Linked DNA regions of Bos taurus: region 1 is linked to region 2. A link is a contact called in public Hi-C data. All regions are on one chromosome and are shown on one strand. Each heading gives the region's core, a stretch centred on a gene start, on an enhancer-like site or on the middle of the called end of the contact. The rest is flanking DNA. Distances are from core to core; before and after follow the strand shown. Region 1 holds the start of TIPARP (TCDD inducible poly(ADP-ribose) polymerase). Region 2 has its middle 86 kb from the start of CCNL1.

Region 1 (5,114 bases), core at 2,119-4,618, 420 kb before region 2:
TGTTGCCTCAAGGGGAGTAAGTGGGGAGTGGTGGGTAAAAAACAAGCTGGAATTCCAAAGGGCTACACCCTGGGAATAACTTTTGATTATTAATCCTTGATTGGATTAAGGTGATCTGCTTTTATTCTACGGAGAAGGCGATGGCACCCACTCCAGTACTCTTGCCTGGAAAGTCCCTTGGATGGAGGAGCCTGGTGGGCTGCAGTCCATGGGGTCGCAAAGAGTCGGACACGACTGAGCGACTTCCCTTTCACTCTTCACTTTCATGCATTGGAGAAGGAAATGGCAACCCACTCCAGTGTTCTTGCCTGGAGAATCCCAGGGGTGGGGGAGCCTGGTGGGCTGCCGTCTATGGGGTCACACAGAGTTGGACACGACTGAAGTGACGTAGCTTTTATTCTAAGTATCTCCCAATATTCCCAGCCTCCAGCTGTCCCCTCCCATGTAGACTCTGAGCTTGGCTGTGTGATTTGCTTTGGCTGATAGTACATTACTAAGCATGATTCAACCAAAGGCTTGTGCATTGAGACTTGTCCCCTTGAAATGTTCCCTCTTGGAAACCCGAGAAGTTTCCATGTTGTGGGGAAGCCCAAGTTAGTCACATGAAGAATTCTTGTAGGAAAAAAAACAGGGAAGTCAGCCAAGAGCCAGAACATACACATGACCCTCCCTGAACCAGGCCCCAGCCATCTGAGCCACCCTAACTGAGACTCCAGATATGGCGGAGCAGAGATGAGCCATCTGCACTATGCCCTGAATGAATTCTTTAGCCAGAGACTCCAGAATCATAAGTAAATAAGAGTTGTTGTTTTAAGTCATAAGTTTTGGGGTCATTTGTTCACAGCAATAAATAACTGAAACACTACTAAAAGAATAAAGTATGTATAACAAGTAACCTAATTGTTGAGACAGAATAGAATTTACAAAACTTTAAAAGGCATGAAAGGAAAAAACACAGAACAGATGAGACAAACAGAAAGCAAACAGTAAACTGGCAGATTTAAACTCAGATACTTGATTCTAGGAAACTCCACATATGAGTAGGCACAGATCAAGATTTGTCTCAATACAATTAAAAAAGTTTTATTCATTTTTGGCTGCACTGAATCTTTGTTGCTGCACACAGGCTTTGTTGAGTTGCAATGAAACGGGGCTACTCTTCATTGTGGTGTGCAGGCTTCTCACTGCGGTGACATTTCTTGTGGAGCACAGGAGCTCTAGCTGTTCAGGCTTCAGTATCTGTGGCTTGCAGTCTCCTAGTTGCAGCTCAGGGGCTCGAGAGCCCAGGTTCAGTAGATGTGGCACACAGGCTTAGTTGCCCCCTTGCATGTGGGATCTTTCCACACCAGGGATCTAATCTATGTCCCCTGTATTGCTGCTGCTGCTAAGTCGCTTCAGTTGTGCCCAACTCTGTGCGACCCCATAGATGGCAGTCCACCAGGCTCCTCTGTCCCTGGGATTCTCCAGGCAAGAATACTGGAGTGGGTTGCCATTTCCTTCTCCGTCCCCTGCATTGGCAGGCAGATTTTAAACCCCTGGACTAACTGGGAAGTCCTTCAGTACAATCTTTAAAGCTTGGAAATTCTTGTCTTTTACTTAGTAGTTTCTGAATTCTGTCCATAACATTCTCACCTTAAAGACCCTGGGGGAGCATATTGTTGTCACTGTGTCGTGTCTGACTCTTTATGACCCCATGGACTATAGCCTGCCAGGCTCCTCTGTCCATGGGACTTCCCAGGCAAGAATACTGGAGTGGGTTGCCATTTCCTTCTCCAGGAGATCTTCCTTACCCAGGGATTGAACTCGTGTCTCCTATATTGGCAGGCAGATTCTTTGCCACTGAGCCACCTAGTAAACCCAGGGTGCTAGGGGAGATACTACCCTTAATCTCTTCTTTGCTGGTGTGTCACTCAGTTTGGTTTATAACAATTTAAGTAAGGCTTGGAATTGTAGTATTTATTATTATCCCTTCTTATTTTTTAACAAACTTGATAAGGTTATATTAATACTGACTTTTTCAGCCCATAATGGCTCCAAGCTATGGAATTAAGTCACTTTAGATTTCAGGTCACAGGAGAGCAACTCTTTGGGAACTGTGTTCTTTTTCTACCACCTGATGGGGATACAGTCATGATTAATTTCCCTTGATTTTGACCAGGGCCTACTTTCTCCATAGTGAAGTGAAAGTCGCTCAGTCGTGTCCAACTCTTTGCGACCCCATGGACTATATAGTCCATGGAATTCTCCAGGCCAGAATACTGGAGTGGGTAGCCTTTCCCTTCTCCAGGGGATCTTCCCAACCCAGGGATCGAACCCAGGTCTCCCGCATTGTAGGCGGATTCTTTACCAGCTGAGCCACAAGGGAAGCCCAACTTTTTCCATATATAGTGATTATATAAATAGTGCTTCTTCCTCCACCGCTAAAGAAATATTCAATAGGTTGATTCACCATCCAGGATGTTTTACAATCCAGAAAATATGGCAAATTCGGGATATATGGCAAATATTTGAGAGGCGAGCACATGGTGCTACGAAAGCTCCATGAGGACAGAGAAGGTGTCTGGGCTGATCAGGACAGTAGTCTAAACCTCCACTTCGCCCTCAGCATGCAATCCGCACTCGAAAAAATATTTGTTGAATGAAAAGACAAGTCATCATGGTGTTTGTATCCTTTAAAACACACACCTCAACACCCCAAAAGTAAGTTTCCCTTCTGCAATGCTGCGAATGTTTCCCGTGAAACAGGAATGCCTGCAACCAGGTCGGGCAAGCGCTGGCCCCGGTGCGGTGCGGTGCGCGCCCGCCCGTCCGGAACGGGGCGGGCGACCCCGTCTGGCCGCAGAAGCCATAGCAGCCGATCACCTCATCTCGGGGTCGGCGGCTTCAGCGGCAGGAGGCCTCTGGTGAGGAGGCAAATAAACAAAGCCAACCGCACAAAAACGGGTTGTTCTGTTTCACATCCTCCCTCGGGTTTCCTCCGAACAAAGTGACCCTCCATCTGTCCGCAGGCAGGTGGAGCTCGCCCCACCCCCGCGGCGCGCACCTCCCCTCCTCACAGCTGCTCGACCCTAGATGCATGTAGACGCGGACCCTCCAGGACAGAGCAGGCGGCGAAAGGACACGCCTCCTCCAGGGAGCACGCGGCCCCGCACGCACACCTCTCGCGCGCCTCCTCGCGAGTGAGCGCGCACGCGCACGTGGGGCGGGCCGCCTTCCCGGCACCCACTGAGCTCCCAGTCCCCTCACCCCACCCCACCCCACCCCGCTGCTGCTCAGGCTCCGCCTCCGCGCCGGGGCTGCTGAGAGGAGGCGACCGGAAGCCACTTTAAAGCAGAGCTCGAGGTGACAGGCGAGCGAGCTGCTTCGGGAGTGCAGTCGCGGCTTTCTGCGCTCCCCGCGGCAGAATGGCCCGAGTGCCGCTCGCCGCTTCTCCAGCCTATGACCCCTAGACGCCGGAGCCCACCCTCCGCGCCCACCCCCTGGCGCGGACCCTGCCTGCGAACCGGCGTCGCCCGGCTCAGCTCCTGTGGTTAGTTCTCTCAGACAACCCGTTTCAGGTAAAGGACTCGGTTCTGAGGGGCCGACGAGGGACCCTCGCTGGGATGGTGGTCACGGAAGGGGGTGCCGGCCTTGCTGCCTGCTTTCACAGATCTGGGGTGATTGGTGTTTAGACTACCTTTTTGTACCGAATTCACTTGGATCCAGTCAATATCAGGATGGCATTGATTTACACTTTTAGTCACTTCGGGTCTCTAGCAGGTGTATAAATTGGAGTAAGACACTGGGTTTAGTCGAGGGCGCCGGCGGCTCCCCATTTCCCACTGTGTAAGGGAGGCTCGGGGGCGCGTCTATGCGGTCGTTCCTGCCGGGCAGACCCCTGGCGTTCTGAGGCGCACATCGCGGGGGAGAGCACGGCTGCTGAGGGGAGCCTTCCGGCAGACCCGCGTTACGGCTGCAGCCCAGAAGTTTGCAAGCTGTTTTCAGATTAACTTTAAAGTCCTCGCTTTCCTCCCCGCCAGCCCGAGAAACGCCCTTTGCGTTTCCTCCGCTCTGCTCAGGTCGGTCCTCCGAGCCTCGCAGGACAATCTTCTCGGGAAGGTCGGTCAAGGAAAGAAAGAAATTGAGGCGCCGCGAGTGGCTTCTGGAAAGGGGAGGGCAGCCGGGGCGGGGGGTCGCTGGGGGGTGGGAGGAGGCTGGCCCGGGGGTATAGGAGCAGGAGTGGGTGGGATCCTCGGGAACACCAGAGATCTGGCCGCGAATCGGCGTCGCCGGGCACAGTTCGTGCGGTCCCGGGCGCCGAGCTGCGCAAACCGCCGCGGCCGGCAGGAGGCGTCCCTCGGACCCCCGGCCGAGATCCGAGCCCAGACGGAGTCATGAGTCGGGAGCGGGGCGGTTTCCCCGACGGTGGTGGGGTGCAGAATGCCTGAGAACTGGGCCATCACCCGGGGGTATCGTGAGGTGAATGGTGAAGCTGTAGGTCGCTGGCAGAGGGACTGGAGGAAGTGTCCTTCCAATCTTTTTTTTTTTTTCTGTTATGCAAACTAATTGAGGAACTAGGTTCTAGTGACTTCCTCACTCCAGCCACTCCTCCAGTTCTCTGCCTCTTTCTCGGTTTTATTTCTGAGTTTGACAGAGGGCAAAAATAGGAAAAGTTGTGGCGTGTGTGTGCCCTCGTATAAATAAACTGGGTTTCGTGTCTGTTTTGCCTTGACTGGGTGTGATAGGAGTGGTTATTGTGTGTGTGTGTGTGTGTGTGTGTGTGTGTGTGTGTGTGCGCGTGGGGGGAAGGCACAGGCCAGTTTGGTGTGGAGAGGGAATACCACAATCTGTGCCAATTGTGCCTTAAGGCAAGAGCACCAAATGATGAATAATAACGCCTGGCTTGGCTGCTTTCCAGTTGATTTATGTCTTATGTCAAGTCCCTCCTTCTTCGTGAAGCTTTCCCTAACAATGCCAGCTCACACTGAACTCTCCTTTTTCTACCTTTTCTTTTGTACTTGCCCTGTACATTAACGCCTTGTTATATACTGTTTTTAATTTTTCTGAGTTTGATTTATTATGCACTTTTTACACATGTAGACTTATAAATCACTCCAATTAGATCTTTTATTCTT
Region 2 (5,157 bases), core at 229-2,728:
TTATGTCCATCGAGTCTGTCATTTCTGATTCCAGACTCCTCAGGGAATTTAAAACACTGGTTTATTCAAATTACATTGATGTCCTTTACTTGCATCTAAAAAAAATCAAGGTCAAGCTAGGTTGATGTGAGAAAGAGAATTTAGATGAATGAGGTCTGACACCCAGTCTCTGGCCCTGTAATTACTTCCCTTTGTAAACCTGAATACCCAATCAGATGGATGTCTTCTCCACAATTTTTGTCATATTTATGGAATACCTTTAAACAATGGAATCTGGAACCTCCAGCAACATCTGTGTCCAAATATATCCAGGCCTGTTTGTTTATGCTTTTAATTGAAAGTCAATTTTAGACCAACTACTCTATGGTATCATTGAAAATGCATAGTTTTAGAAAATTCTTGAGAATTTTGCAAACCATTAAAGTAACTTGACATCATACTTTATATTTCTCAGCTGTGATTGCTGTTGGAATGAAATCAAGGGTAGCATTCAAAGACGTCTGCAGCCTGAAAAGGTTTGCATAAGAATTCTGATTCCACTAGAAAACGGTTTCTTTTAGGATGACTACCATTTTCCAATGGCTCATGTAATATGGTTGGTTTATTTCCATTCCAATTAAAGACGCAATTCATTAAAGAGTCTTTAACTTCATTAAAGCAAAGTTTTCTGTTAATGTTATCAAGCATTGATGGGGTTCTAATCAGACTTTCTCAGCAGGCAGAAAAACAGCTTTCAAACGCTCTGATTTTGTATGAAGCAATGCTCGTTTCTACACAAGGACTTTCATTTCTGTGAGCTGGCCTGGTAAAATGTTTGTTCCTTTATGCTCAATCTAGTTTATTTGAGTCACAGGTCTGTGGGCCGAATAATATGTATAGAAGGATTATTTGTACAAGAGAGCAGTTGTATTTTTTATATTCAATCTTCAAGGATTAGGAAAATTTTAAACCAATTAAGAACTCCCATCACCAGCAGTTTCTTAGCAGGAAATTACTTTTCATGGCATGTGGGAATTATCATGAACATAATTTTCCCTTGAGATGGTATGTTGGTACACAAGAGGAGTGTTGGACAGGATATCCAGAGGAAGTGATAACTTGCACATGAGGAAATGAGTCGCTCTCTTCAAGGTTAGATGATAGGAGACCAGGGCATATTTTCCTCATTTATCTTTTCATTTTTAAAAGTCCTGGAATTCAGGTACATCTTGATTGTTCAGGATAATAAATAATAGGTGAGGCAGGGATAGAAAAACCACAAATGGTGAGTAAAGTTGGAAAACTAGGGATTCGTTTTTTTCCTGTTTATCTACCTTTACACCGAGCTGTGTACTTTGGTTACCATGGTCTCGTGGTAACTCATGTCGCAGGTCATACCATATAAAATCACAGAGACAACGACAGGCAGGAAGAGAGGCCGGGCCGTGTTGTCTGAGTAATACACACAGCCCAGGGTGTTGTTGGATGTGAGCCTGGGTGCACCGCTGCCTGATGAGCCCAACCCGAGCCTACAGACTGCCGTCTCACCTTTTCTCCTGCCTCCGCCTGCCCCCTAGTGGACGATTGTGGGAAAGCGTGGGAGTCCGCCTGAGGGTCTTTGTGGGGGCTGAGGAACGGCTCCCTGAGAGCTGGCCTCCCCCAGCCGTGCTCTGGCCTCCGCCAGGCACTCCGTCAATTTCCTGGAGAATCGGGGCTCTGCGTGGGATGCTATGAAGTGTCCCTAGGACGAACACCATCATTTCCTGTGTCATTTCCCCCATTTTCCTCTACCTCTGCCCACCTTGATACCCAGCTGGCCAGCACCTTCCCTTGTGCAATCCCCACATGAGACATGTTTTTTATACAGAGGACAAATTACTCCTCCTTTGGGTCCTGCAAACCGCAGACAACTAACACAGAATGGCGCTACTGAACTCATTCCCACTGTAGGAGCCCCTTATGACTCCCATATGTCCCGATACCCATTCATTTATTCGTCAGATACCTACTAAATGCCGAGCCCAGTGCCAGGCCTCTGAGACATAGAAGAAACTGGGCCAAGATTCCTGCCTGGAGGAGCTCTGGGCGAGAGAAGGGACAGTTCATCCAACAATCGCCATGTAATGAGGCTCACGCCACTGAAAAGACGACCGCGCTGTGCTGCGGGGCCAAGGCGGTGGGGGCAGAGGCTTTTGGATTTGTTGTGGATTCTCGTCACAGCAAGGTTAGCCCAACAACTGCTTTGTTCAAATGACTCAGAAAAGTAAATGAGGCTGGCACAGGCCGTCCTGACACCACACACCTCTATAATACCCTGGCTATGCTGCATGTTTTCATCTCTGCCCAAGTCACAGTGATCTGACTGTCCCAGCCGGTGTGGATGCAGCTGAGAGGAGGCAGACAGCACCACGAGTTCTCCTAGATGACGCATTGCTTGATTTTCCCGCTGTGGCAGCCCTCAGCTCCTGCCAACACTCTGCTCTGCTTTGCTCACTTCAAGCCTCCCTTAATTTTTCTGAGGCCTGGGTTTTCCACATCGCTGATTCACAGAAATGGAAGACCTAGAAAGAAAAAAAAAAAAAGGTAATTATATCAAATGACTCAGGAGCCCTCTTGGACCCTGTGATCTGTGTACAGACTTGCACTGTAAAAGCTGAGGATAATAATGTCATCTGTGTAAGAAAAGCTGGAAGAAAAACAGATTAACATTCTTCTGAATTCCTGGCTCCTGGCAAAAACTAGTATAGCTAGGATGGATTCTCAGCCAGAGCCTGACAGCTGAATACCTCATCCAGAGGTGATGGTACCTGTAAAGAACTCTGGAAGAAGACACGTTCCTGGGACAAGGGTCCCATGTGCTCATCTCTCTCTCTTTCTCTCTCTCTGATGAACTAAATGTTTGTGGGATGAAACATTTACTGAAACATTCCAGTCCGTCAGGCCCTGGAAGAAACACAGACTGAGAAATGAAACCGGCAGGCCCTAGACCCTTCCATTTAAGATTCATTAACAAATAAGAGGAAATGATTTCCCTGTTACAAAACTGCTGAGAGAGAGGACAATCGAGGAAGGATAGGAATCAACTACGGGAGAGGAGTGGGTAGCGGGACCAATCCCCCGCCCCGCGGGGGGAGGGGAGGAGGGCTCAGAAGCGCCTGCAGGTGCAAAGGGAGGCGCCATTGCGCCCCCGGCGGAGAAGTGCGGAGGTGCATGTCGGCCGCAGACCTCTGCCAGATCTGCGCTGGGGTTGCAGTGACACAAACACGTGGAGCTCCTGAGAAAGGGCCCCCGTGATAATTCTGGCCCCAGCACAGCCCTCCCCACCTCCCTACAAAGGAGCGCTGGCACGAGTCCCCAGGGAGGCGGAGCTGGTGTGGCTGCATGAGTAGAAGAGGTTAAGAAGCCAGAACGGAAGACCTCCGGGATCTGACCCCAAATCCTTCCTTTTCCCTGAGGCGGTTGTGGCCTGGGCTAAGGGAAGTTACACATAGCTATAAACGTTGTGCACTTCTGCACCTTTTGTATTAGTCTAAAGAAACTGGTACATCTAAATTATCCTGCTATGCCCTAGCGTTGGCTTCCATTAAATCCTCATACTTCCTGCATTTCTGTTTTTCTTCCATGTACCCTTAATAGCACCCAAAATTCATTCATTTCAGGTCAACAAATACTGACTGAATGCCCACTCCACTCTTTGCCGGGTCATACTGGATACCATGAACACGATGTCAGCAAACATAGACACAGTCCCTGCCTTCATGGAACTTAGGGATAGAAAAGGAGATGACCCTGATGAAATAATCACACAAATTAACACAACATTGCAACGTGTGGTTATTTGATCAAGGTCATCTCCTTTTCTATTGTGTAAGTAATAAGGGGTTTGATTTAATAAGGGACGTCAGGGAAATCTCTGAGGAATTGGTGAGTGACATGAAATCTGAAGGAATAGGATTAACTAGGGCAAGAGGGTCCGTGCCCCTCTGTGGTGGGATGGTACTTGTGCCTTCAAGGTCGTGAAAGACATGAGTGTGAACAGAGCACAGAGAGGGATGGGTACAGGATGTAGGACAAGGCTGGACTCGAGCCAGGCCATGCACAGGGAGTCACCGAAGTGTTTAAGTGGACAGGCAATGGGGTCAACGGTGCATTTTAGAAAGATTGCTCTGGATACAAGAGCTTGGAAAGAAGAGCATTTCGGAAAGGGTCACAAGTGGATGTTATGAGACCAGTGAAGAAGCTGTTACAGGTAAATTCAAAACTAGGAGAAGAACTGCGGAGGAGAGAAAGGGGGAAGATCCTAATTAGGAAGCACAACTATCAGGATGTGGTGATGAAGTAGATAGGCCTACAATGTATTCCACACCTATACCATCTCCCAACAACCTCCCCTGCAATAAGCCCTCTTCATGGGCTAGATTGCCATCTGAGATAAAAATGCAACTTGCCCTTCTTCCAGATTTGTCTCTAAAGATGCCTTCATGGTTTCTTTCTGGCCTCCTTTAAAAATGAAGGGAAGGAAGGTCTGTGATGCCTGGAACATATCAAAGGTCATGGGTTGAAATGACAACAACTCAGATTACAGGACTGTCAACTCCCATGACCTTAACTGAAGGGCTGAGGGGTTGATAGCAGACCAAGAGAGCTTTACAACACTGCATGCTGCTACAGCATTGGATCTGCTGATTGAGTACTTAACATTCATGTACTGTCCAATTAAAGTATTCTTCTACCACATGCTTAGAGAATGCTATGTGGGATTTCTGCATTAGCTGGGGGTGGAACTAGCTACCATGTGTCCTCCTCTACCTAAGACCCTTGATTCTGCAAAACAGCCATTGATCTGTTCCAGGAATGGTGCTTTATCACTATGCTGTGCTAGGTACCAGGAACTGGAAGATGAATAAACGCCTCCTGCCCTCCAGGAGCTGTTGCCTAGCAGGTCTGCCAATCAGGACCACACCGTGTGGGTGCCACAGCACAGGTGGAGGACGGGGACAGGCGCTCTGCCTGGAGGGGTTAGGAAGGCTTTCCAGAAGACCTATCTGAGCCAAATGTCAAGGGATGAGCAGGAATTTAGATGGAGAACAGAAGACAGGTTATTTCAGGCAGAAGAAACAATTCATATAAAGACACAAAAATACCTAAGAGTAAGACGTGGCCAAAAAACAGGCCCAG

The links. A called contact is a pair of places that touch in the nucleus more often than the background predicts.
Region 1: a Hi-C map of skeletal muscle shows a contact between it and region 2, with 3 times the contacts expected there. The contact joins the promoter of TIPARP here to the enhancer-like site in region 2. A contact is called at or near these places in 2 of 11 Hi-C or Micro-C datasets (blastocyst and skeletal muscle).

The regions. Positions count from the first base shown.
Region 1 is chr1:110,954,145-110,959,258 of ARS-UCD2.0, reverse strand. It overlaps TIPARP (TCDD inducible poly(ADP-ribose) polymerase), which reads left to right and starts at 3,368. Exons shown (of 6, transcript NM_001206048.1): 1 at 3,368-3,557.
Region 2 is chr1:110,530,747-110,535,903 of ARS-UCD2.0, reverse strand. No RefSeq gene overlaps it. Among named protein-coding and RNA genes, the nearest start is that of CCNL1, 86 kb to the right of the region's middle. Within about 2 kb of position 1,478, at least 70 of the 102 cell types and tissues checked have an H3K27ac peak or open chromatin away from gene starts, as enhancers often do. A contact at or near this core is called in skeletal muscle, where this site is marked.